Regions from separate parts of the Mustela erminea genome. Here region 2 is linked to region 1. A link is a contact called in public Hi-C data. All regions are on one chromosome and are shown on one strand. Each heading gives the region's core, a stretch centred on a gene start, on an enhancer-like site or on the middle of the called end of the contact. The rest is flanking DNA. Distances are from core to core; before and after follow the strand shown. Region 1 overlaps LOC116578224 (a long non-coding RNA gene). Region 2 holds the start of TOB1 (protein Tob1).

The links. A called contact is a pair of places that touch in the nucleus more often than the background predicts.
Region 2: a contact with region 1 is called in a Hi-C map of spleen, with 2.1 times the contacts expected there. The contact joins the promoter of TOB1 here to the enhancer-like site in region 1. A contact is called at or near these places in 2 of 3 Hi-C or Micro-C datasets (skeletal muscle and spleen).

The regions. Positions count from the first base shown.
Region 1 is chr18:35,864,324-35,868,631 of mMusErm1.Pri, reverse strand. It overlaps LOC116578224 (a long non-coding RNA gene), which reads left to right. Exons shown (of 3, transcript XR_004280778.1): 2 at 2,444-2,604; 3 at 2,872-2,905. Among named protein-coding and RNA genes, the nearest start is that of TOB1, 68 kb to the left of the region's middle. Within about 2 kb of position 1,976, the one cell type or tissue checked has open chromatin away from gene starts, as enhancers often do.
Region 2 is chr18:35,932,175-35,936,482 of mMusErm1.Pri, reverse strand. TOB1 (protein Tob1) reads right to left here and starts at 1,968. Exons shown (of 2, transcript XM_032321475.1): 1 at 1,618-1,968.

The DNA.
Region 1 (4,308 bases), core at 727-3,226:
TCCTTCTTGGAATATGAGCCCATCGACAGGGTTGTCATGTTCTCATCTGCCCGTGGCAAAGTGAGAAAAACAAGGACAATGCAGTGAGGTTTTCACAGAGGGAGACCCACGATGTGAAATGCAGCCCTTTCACTTGTACTGTGTTCAGTGGTGTGTGTGAGCACACGCCTGTGCGTGTTCAAAAAGACCTTTCCTCTGACACTTCCTTTTAGTGTCCTTAACTCAGCAACATATGGACCTGGTGAACATGTCTGGTCCTAAGTTTTTTTTCTGGAAATGTTGGTGCCCTGAGAAACAGGACAGATGGGAGCCACCGACCTAGCTCTGGTCCTAGGTGAGACCTAGCATGGAGAAAGTTGTTTCTTAATTGAGGGATGATGTCTGAACGGCTGGAAAAAGCCACGGGGAGAAGAGGCTGGGGTTTCTGCCCAGACAGCCCTTGCGCGGCCCCAGAGCCCAGGCAACCCCAGGAAGCCGAGCCCAGGACCATCTCCGTAGCTGCACAGGGAATTCTGAGAAAGGTCTCAGGGCCGGTTCTCCATGCCACACAACCTCTGCCTCTTCTCTGACCTGGAGCCAGGAGGAAATGTTCCCTTAAACCCACCCCACCCTCCTCCCCATCCCCCCAAGGCTGACTCCAAAATAGCCCAGGCCCCGGGAGAAGACGTCATGGGTCCAGTTGGCCGCCTGCCCCTCCAAGAGGACAAATATAGAGGGATACTGGACACCGCAGTAGCCCCGGGACCTGGGGAGCCCCACTCCCTTCCCTTCCTAGCCCTGCACCCTCTAGCAGGACAGCTGCAAGGCCAGCGCCTCCTGGCCTGGCCAACCCACCCTGGGACGTGTCCCAACAAGCCCGGACCGGAGCTGGAGGCTGGCCCAAGGGGACACCTAGCCGAGCTGGCCATGCGCATGGGACACCTCCTCTATCGTGGTGGTGGTGGGGGGTGGTCTCAAAGCACTTTTATAAGCGTCACTGCCCACAGGCTGCTCCCAGGAGGGGGGAGTCCAGAAGAACCCCGGGTGGCTCCCAGGTGGACTGGCTCGGCCTTCTGTTCTTCCCAGCTTCCCAAGGAGGCCAAGGCTGTAAACCTGGGGGTGTGGGAGGCCGTCTGGAAGGTAGGCAGCCAGGCCAAACCCCAATAAACTGCTGGTTGAATCGAATTGCAAATAATTAGTCCTGATCACTAAAGCTGCCTCCACCCTCCACTCCCGGGAATTAAAGGTCAAAGGGCAGAGCTGCTGACGCAAATGTCAGGGGAGCTATGTGATTGGGAACAGCTGGGCTCCTGCTCCCGATGGGCTCTGCTGCCTGAGGTCGCTGGCCCCCAGCGCCCGGGACAAGGTGTCCCTCGGGACTGGACCCTGAGAGCCAGCACTTGAGGCTTGCTCGGGGAAGGGGGCTCTGTTGCTTCCCCTCCTATGGTTCTAAGGTCAGCGGAACTTGCTGGGGGTGGGGGCGGGGTGGGGGTAGTGTTAACAGAAATTCCGGTGAAATGGTGTTGCCACATGTGTGGGAGCCTGGGGAGGAGGAGTAGCTCAGTGTCTTGTGAGCCCCCCCTCACCCCTAAAACAAGAGGAAACCTCTGCCTTCCTGGCCAGGGGCAGCCTGCGATGTTCCCCTAGGTGGACCCTATTACAGGCCCGCCCCAGCAGCACCGTGCTCTGTGCGCCAGGGGTGACCCCCAGCGGTCAGTGTGGGATTTGAACTTGGGCCTCGGACAAGGCTACCGCACACCCAGGCTCGGCAGCCTCAGCACAGGGCTGGGGACTCTGGTGGTTCAGTTTTGGTAAGGGGGTTGCTGGTGTTTGGTGGTATTTTTGTATGTGCTGAATTTTCCTCATTGTACTGGATCTCACCCTAAACGTCCCACTGTTAGCAAATCAGCTTCTAAGAATGCACTATCATCTAGCCCTAAACCGGCCCCTCCTCCTGACTTCCCTGTGTCTATTAATAGCACTGCCACCCTCCCAGTCCCTGGGGCTCCAAACCTGCGAGTCATCTTCCACTCCTGCCCACACTGGACTGGGCGCCAGGTCCCGCCCCTCCTCACTCTGCCGTCACTCTTCCCATCCTTGATACTCACTGCCACTACCCAGTCAGCAGGGCCCTCACCTATGCAACTGCTGCCCTCAACCATGCGGCTGGGGCGGACCTGGGTATGCGCCCAGCCCCCTCTACTTACTCGCTGTGTGACCTTGCGCAAGTTACTTAACTTCTCTGAGCTCAGCTTCCTCAGCTGTAACAAGGATAGTAATCAAAGCGCCTACTTCATGGAGCATTGCATGAATTCTGTGACAGGAGGGACACAAAGACCCTGTCGTATAGGACATGCTCAATGCACGTCAATGATCACAGGCCCTCCTTCAGTCCCAGGCCTCTGTTCAGAAAACCAAGGCCAGAGAGCTGGAATGTGAGCTACCGTTGGGTGTTGCATTCCAGGTGTCTTTACAGCATGCTACAGAGCAGGGGGAGTGGAAGTTCCTGGAGTCTAGAAGCTTCTCTACCGTGGCCTCCATCATCACATTCTAGAACCCAGAACCAAAGGCCACCTCCTGAAGGCATTGGTTCCATCCGAGGGCCTTTGGGGCCGGTCTACCTGGGTAAGTGTCATGGTCATTCGGCCACAGCAGACACCTTCTGGAATGAGACAACTCCGGGTCACATCCAGTGGCTGTGACTCAGGGTGACCCATCTGCAAGGTGGTGAGTGAGGCCACGCACACTGGCCTGGCACAGCCGCCTGCCCGCCTCTGGGCAGCCGGCCATGCAGGGGCGGGGCCACCCAGCTGGTACCTCCCCCTGCAACTGCGCCGCCCTCAGGTCCCTCTCCCAGCTCACACTCACCCCACCTCTATTTATTTACTTGAGCACCAGAGAGAGAACACAAGCGGGAGGAGCTGCTGACAGAAGACGAACAGGCTCCCTGATGAGCAGGGAGCCCGAGGCGGGACTCGATCCCGGGACCCCGGACCATGACCTGAGCCCAAGGCAGACGCTTAACCAACTGAGCCACCCAGGCGCCCCGATAGAGAGATTTTCAAAGGAGACTGAGGCTGCAGGAAAAGCAGAGCATCCAGATTCAAACGTGGGCCTGTCCTCCAGCCTCTGGACCCACGTACCGTGTCAGACAGTTGCTCTCCAGGGGGGCCGGCTCTGCTCCTGAGACATTTGGCAACGCCAGGAGCCATTTCTGGTTGTCGCAACTGGGGTGTGTGCCTGAGCTACTGGCATCTAGTGGGTAGAGATCACGGATGCTGCTAAATACCCCACAGCACGGCCCCGACCACACAGCAGAGTTACCTGCCCCCAGGGTTGATTGTACCTTGGTGAGCAACCCTGGTCCAAGAGTCATCGTCCCTGCCTCACAACTGCCTTGAGAGCTAAGGAAAGTGATGCTTGTCCAGGATCCAGGACTGGGCCTCACTCCTGCTCTGTTCAAAAAGGATCCTCTCGGGGCGCCTGCGTGGCTCAGTGGTTATTAAGCCTTTGCCTTCAGGTCATGATCTCAGGGTCCTGGGATCGAGACCCGAATCTGGCTTTCTGCTCAGCAGGGAGCCTGCTTCCCTCTCTCTCTCTCTGCCTCTCTGCCTACCTGTGATCTCTGTCAAATAAATAAATAAAATCTTTAAAAAAAAGGACCTTTTCCTGGCCTGGGACATCCCGCTGGTGGGCAGAGGTGGGGTAGGCGTATATTCTGACCAGGAGCATTTTCTGGAATGATCTTGGTGTTTCTGCCTTACCTTGACTGGGGCAGAGTTTCTAGAACCGTCCAGTGCTCACTTACCTACCCCTTCAACAAAGGAAAGCAGGCCCTGGAAGGAGGAGACCGCCCGCCCAGCAAGTAGATTGTGTTAGAAGCCGGGTGCAATTTCTCCTCTCCAGCCCTGGTCTCCGTTAGTCTCCCTGAGATCCACCCGCCCACCCCTTTCACTGGCATTTGGAGGGCAGAGACAGGAGACAGGACGGGAGGCAAAAATGCTCCTTCAAAGCAGTCCTCGGACTTAGCAGGACCCCAGGCGGGGAGGAGGACTGGTGAGGATTTGTGTCTGGGGAGCCCTGGGCAGAGGCAGGGGGATGGCCAAGAAGACCTTGGATGGTGGTGTGGAGCTGAGTCCAGGAGCTGGCAAGGCCTCCCTGCCACTCACTTCAGTGGGCACCTGCTTCTCTCTCGGCCGGCCTCAGCGGCCCATGGGGTCAAGTGTCTTCTCTACAAAAGCCATTCCCAAATAAGGCACTGCCTTCTCCCCTGGGACAGGGCAGGGGGTGGGGGCCCAGGTCAGAGCCCTTACACCCTGGGCAGAGCAG
Region 2 (4,308 bases), core at 719-3,218, 68 kb before region 1:
TAGATATAGATATATATCTGTATCTATATTATCTCCAGCATATGCAGTGTGTTTCTTCCCTCAGTTCTCAAAAGAATATTTATTGGAAACTCCGCACACCCATCCACCTACCTCCACACACATTTATACCAGTTTTAGAAAGCGATCATATTCCTATTCACTAATTTAGGAGTGAATTCTGTATTTCAGTTCATCCTGTATATATGCTCCTTAGATCTGCACTATCATTAAACCTTCAGACACTGGAGAAGTTAGGAAAATTAATTTCCAAAGTACATGATGCTAAAATTAAAAATACTAAATGCTAAATGAATTGCCATCCTAGTGAAGGATAATTATGAACCAAATTATCCTACATAGCTGCCGTCTTAAATACACATGTAAGGGCATACAATGTAAAAATCGAGCTTCTCTCTTCTTTTCAGTGTGTATTTTTCAAAATCAGAAAATACCTCTTTGGCAGCAAATGTAACAAAGGCAACAATTAATTTCAAAACTCTATTGATTCTTCTCTTTAAAGGCCAGGGTTTCTGAGTTCTATTCTGATTTTCAAAACCACCTCCCTCCTTCACGATAAGAGGACCGCCGGAGAGGCTTGTACGATAAGGTCGACCTTTAAACGTTTGCTGGATCAGCACTGGGTGGGGATAAGAAAAGATCAAGGGCAAACAGAAGATATTTGCAAAAGGGATCTATTTGTACACTGAGGTTGATTTACAAGGACGTTTTAAAAATCAAGTTGGTATTAATCCATCTGTTCCATTTTCCATATTCGTGGTGACAAAGGGAAAAGGATCCCTGGCTGCCCTCAAACTACACTTTGCAAGCTCGAAGCCTGAGCGCCGGCAGAGGCAGCTGATTAAGCCAAAACGCTTGACGGTGCCACCGAGCGAAATTCAGGCTTCGCCGAAGGTAGTTTTAAAGCAACGCCTTAAGACAGGAGTGTGAAGAATTACATAAACAGCCAGTTGGGTCTCATTAGATTTCTGCTCACAGCCCTCGGAGCCCAAGCGCTGGAGCAGCAGCAGCAAGAGGAGGAGGAGGAGGAGGAGACGGAGAGGGGAGAGGAGAGTACAAGTCTCCTCCAAAAAGGAGGAGGAGGAGGAAGGCCACGAGAAATGGCAAAGCAACTACTCGGGGCCGGGCATCGGGCAGGTCGGGGCGCCCGCCGCTCCGGGTCAGCCGCTCCCCTCCCCCCGCCGTAACCTGACCCGCCGCTCCCGCTCCCGCCCCCCGCCCGAGGCTCCTGGGACCCGGCCAGAGCCCGGGGAGCACCGGCTCCCCCGCACCCTTTTCGGTCCCGGCGGCCACCAGCCCCGCGGACCCCGCGGTCTCCCTCGAGCTCGCCGCTCCTCCCCGGCGCCCCGACCCCCGGTTCCCGGTCAGCTCGGCCAGGGCAGCCCTTCCCCGTTTACCCTCCCGGCCCCGGCCGAGCCCGACGCGCCTGCCGGCCCCGCCTCCAGGTCCCGGGCGCGCTGGGGCCCCTCGGAGCCGCTCCCCTCGGAGCCGCTCCTCTCTGCGCCCGGGCCGCGAATCCGCCGTCCCCGAGGGCCCGGGGCTCGACACCGCCGGAGCCCCTCGGTCCCCGGACCCCGCCCGCCGCCCCTCGATACTTACGGGCTGCTTCCACCACAGAGCCGGCCGCGGGGCGGGGGAGAAGGGGCGGCAGGGCGGGGGCTCGGGAGGATCGGCAGCGGACAGCAGGCTGAATGCAAGACGGCCTCGCCGGGCGGAGGACGGGGGCCTCGGCGCGGGCCTCGGGAACTCGCCCCCTGGGGCTCGGGGTGACGGGGACAGGTCAGGCGAGCGCGCTCACTTCTCCACACAGCCCGGTGCCCGGCCCAGCATCCCCGTACTACGACCACTGCGCGCCGGGCCAGAGCTTCGCTCCTTCTGCCGCGGCGCGCGCCCCGCCTCTCGTTTTATAGTCTCCTCCCCGCCCCCATCCCCTCCCGTAGGGGTGCGCGCGCGCCCGCCTCGCGTCACACAGCTCGGGGCCGCGTAACTATTCCCCGCCCTCCCGCCCCTCACCCCAGACCCTCCGCGGCGGCTCCGCCCCTGCCCTGCCCCTCGACGCCATTGGCCAGGTCCCGCCTGCCCATGTCCCCACGGGCGGCGGAGGGCCCCGTACGTAAGGCCACACCCCTCGGGCTCCACAACGGCCAATGAACCGACGTCCTGGCGGCACTGTGGGCGGGACTAAGAGAAAACTAGGAAAGGGACTGGAGGAGAGAAGTGCCAGTGAGGGCGACGATGGTGGGTGGGGCGGCTGACGCTTGGTCTTGGAGGAGAGCCCCAGAGAGAAGGGGGGAGGGGAGCGAGGCAGGTGGCGGAGCGGCGGGGAACAACGGGGAGAAGAGCCCGAGGCCTCGAGAGGGAGGGGACAGTTTACAAAAAATGCCCTACCCGAGTGGGACTGTGGCCCAGGAAAATCCCACTCGTGGACGAGCTACCAAATCGGTCTCCAGTGCACCCGGGAGAGCTGAGAGAAAGGGCGAACTGTGTGACCGGGACTCGTGCACCCGCACCCGGTTAATTGAATATTAATCACCTCCGGGGCCTAGGCCAACTGCCACCCAGAGAGTGGCAACAGCAGAACCCAAAGCGGCCGTGCTAGGCTGGGGGTGGGGAAGGGACTCCACCTGGCCACACCTCCCGCCTGGGTGACAGTTTAACTGCCTCCGCATCCCACATCACTACCTCCCCGTGCGACCCGGCAGCAACTTGGACGTGGGGGTGGCCTGAGACTGTAAGAAGAACCACGTTTTGTTCCCAATGTCCTAGCCTAGGCCTCCGTGCCAAATTGCGTACGTATCTAAGTGTATATATACATGCGTGTATTTCAAGTGTCCTTTACCATCAATACACACAATACACACGGTGCCTTCCTGGAAGGTGCGTTTAGGATGCTCTTCGGTTGAACTACGAGCGGGTAAATAGGGAGCGCGGAACGAGAGGGACTCAAGGGAGGCCGGTGAGCGCCCCTTTTCACAACCTGCGGCGGAGAAAGACACGAAGTTGCCTGGGCGTGGAACCGAGCGTCCCTCTCTGCTAAAAATATTGCTCACAGGTAGCAACGACGCCTGATTGGCCGCGCTTCTCCCGTAGCAGCTAGGCGATTGGCTGTCTGGTATCCAGGAGACCGACGTCAAACGCGCCAGGGGAAAGGGGAGAGAAAGTCTAAGGGGAGGGAAGGGTGGAAGGGGAAAGAGAGGAGCAATGAATGAAACGCCCAGCGCTGGCCTTCTCCTCCCTTTGCTCTGCACTCCAGAAGTGCTTCCTGGAAAAACACCAGTTGGGGCTCCGCCTTCCTCTTAAAACTGTGGGGCCTGCACTCTCAACCTGCTCTAAGGAAGTTAAAGCGCAACTCCCCGCGGTGTACGGTGTCCGCGGAGCCGGCTGTGTAGACCAGCTGTGCTTCTTGCACACGCACCCGCTTTAGGTGTTAGGCCTAGAGGCTTTGCGCTTTAGGGATGCGAGATCCGATCGTAGCCTTTTTCTCCACCCTTTCATGCCCTCGTGCCTCCGCCCTCTCCCCCTGTTCCCCTTTAGAAGGAACCCAATCAATAGGGGATATATCTAAAGTCCCCGATGTGTGCCGGAGGAGGAGGAAAGGGTGTGTGCGATGGGTTGAGGGTGGGAGTGGTCAGGTGGCCGATTTCCTGTTTATTGCACGGATTCCTAAAGCTCAGGTGGCGTGTTTTAAGAACATTCAAGTTTTACTCAAAGACTCTTTAAATTCCGATTTTTTTAGTCTTTGGGTTTTTTTGTAACAAGGAAAAGTGGGATTTGATTGCGAAAGTGTGGATGTGTTTTATTTTATTTTATTTTTGGAAACATTTTAAGTTAAATGTTTCTCTGCATCAAGATATATTCTTTCAGTGTTTACTACTTTTTGCTCAGTCGTTTTTTTTTGTTTGTTTGTTTGTTTTCTAAAATGAATATCCACTCCATTTGTTATTTTAAAATGAGTTATTTTTAATTTTATAATTAGTTGAGGGCAGAAATTACAAGAAGTAAGATAGGATATTTTGGGAATGGCCTATCAAGAGAAACATTTCATCTTTCCTGTGCCCCAAGGCATAATTTCTCTTACCATTAGGCAAATAATATTTGCTGTACCAAACACCCAGCATTGCAGGACCTTGTGTTTGGCCATGTGTCTTGATTTGTAATTTGGAAAGTATATCACTATAATTAGAGGAGTATATTAGGCTCAGCTGAGATTAAAATGTCTAACCAAAGATAGATGAATTGTAATTTTGTCAACCTTATCTATACTTTCCACAAATTCTCAAAGGGAAGGCA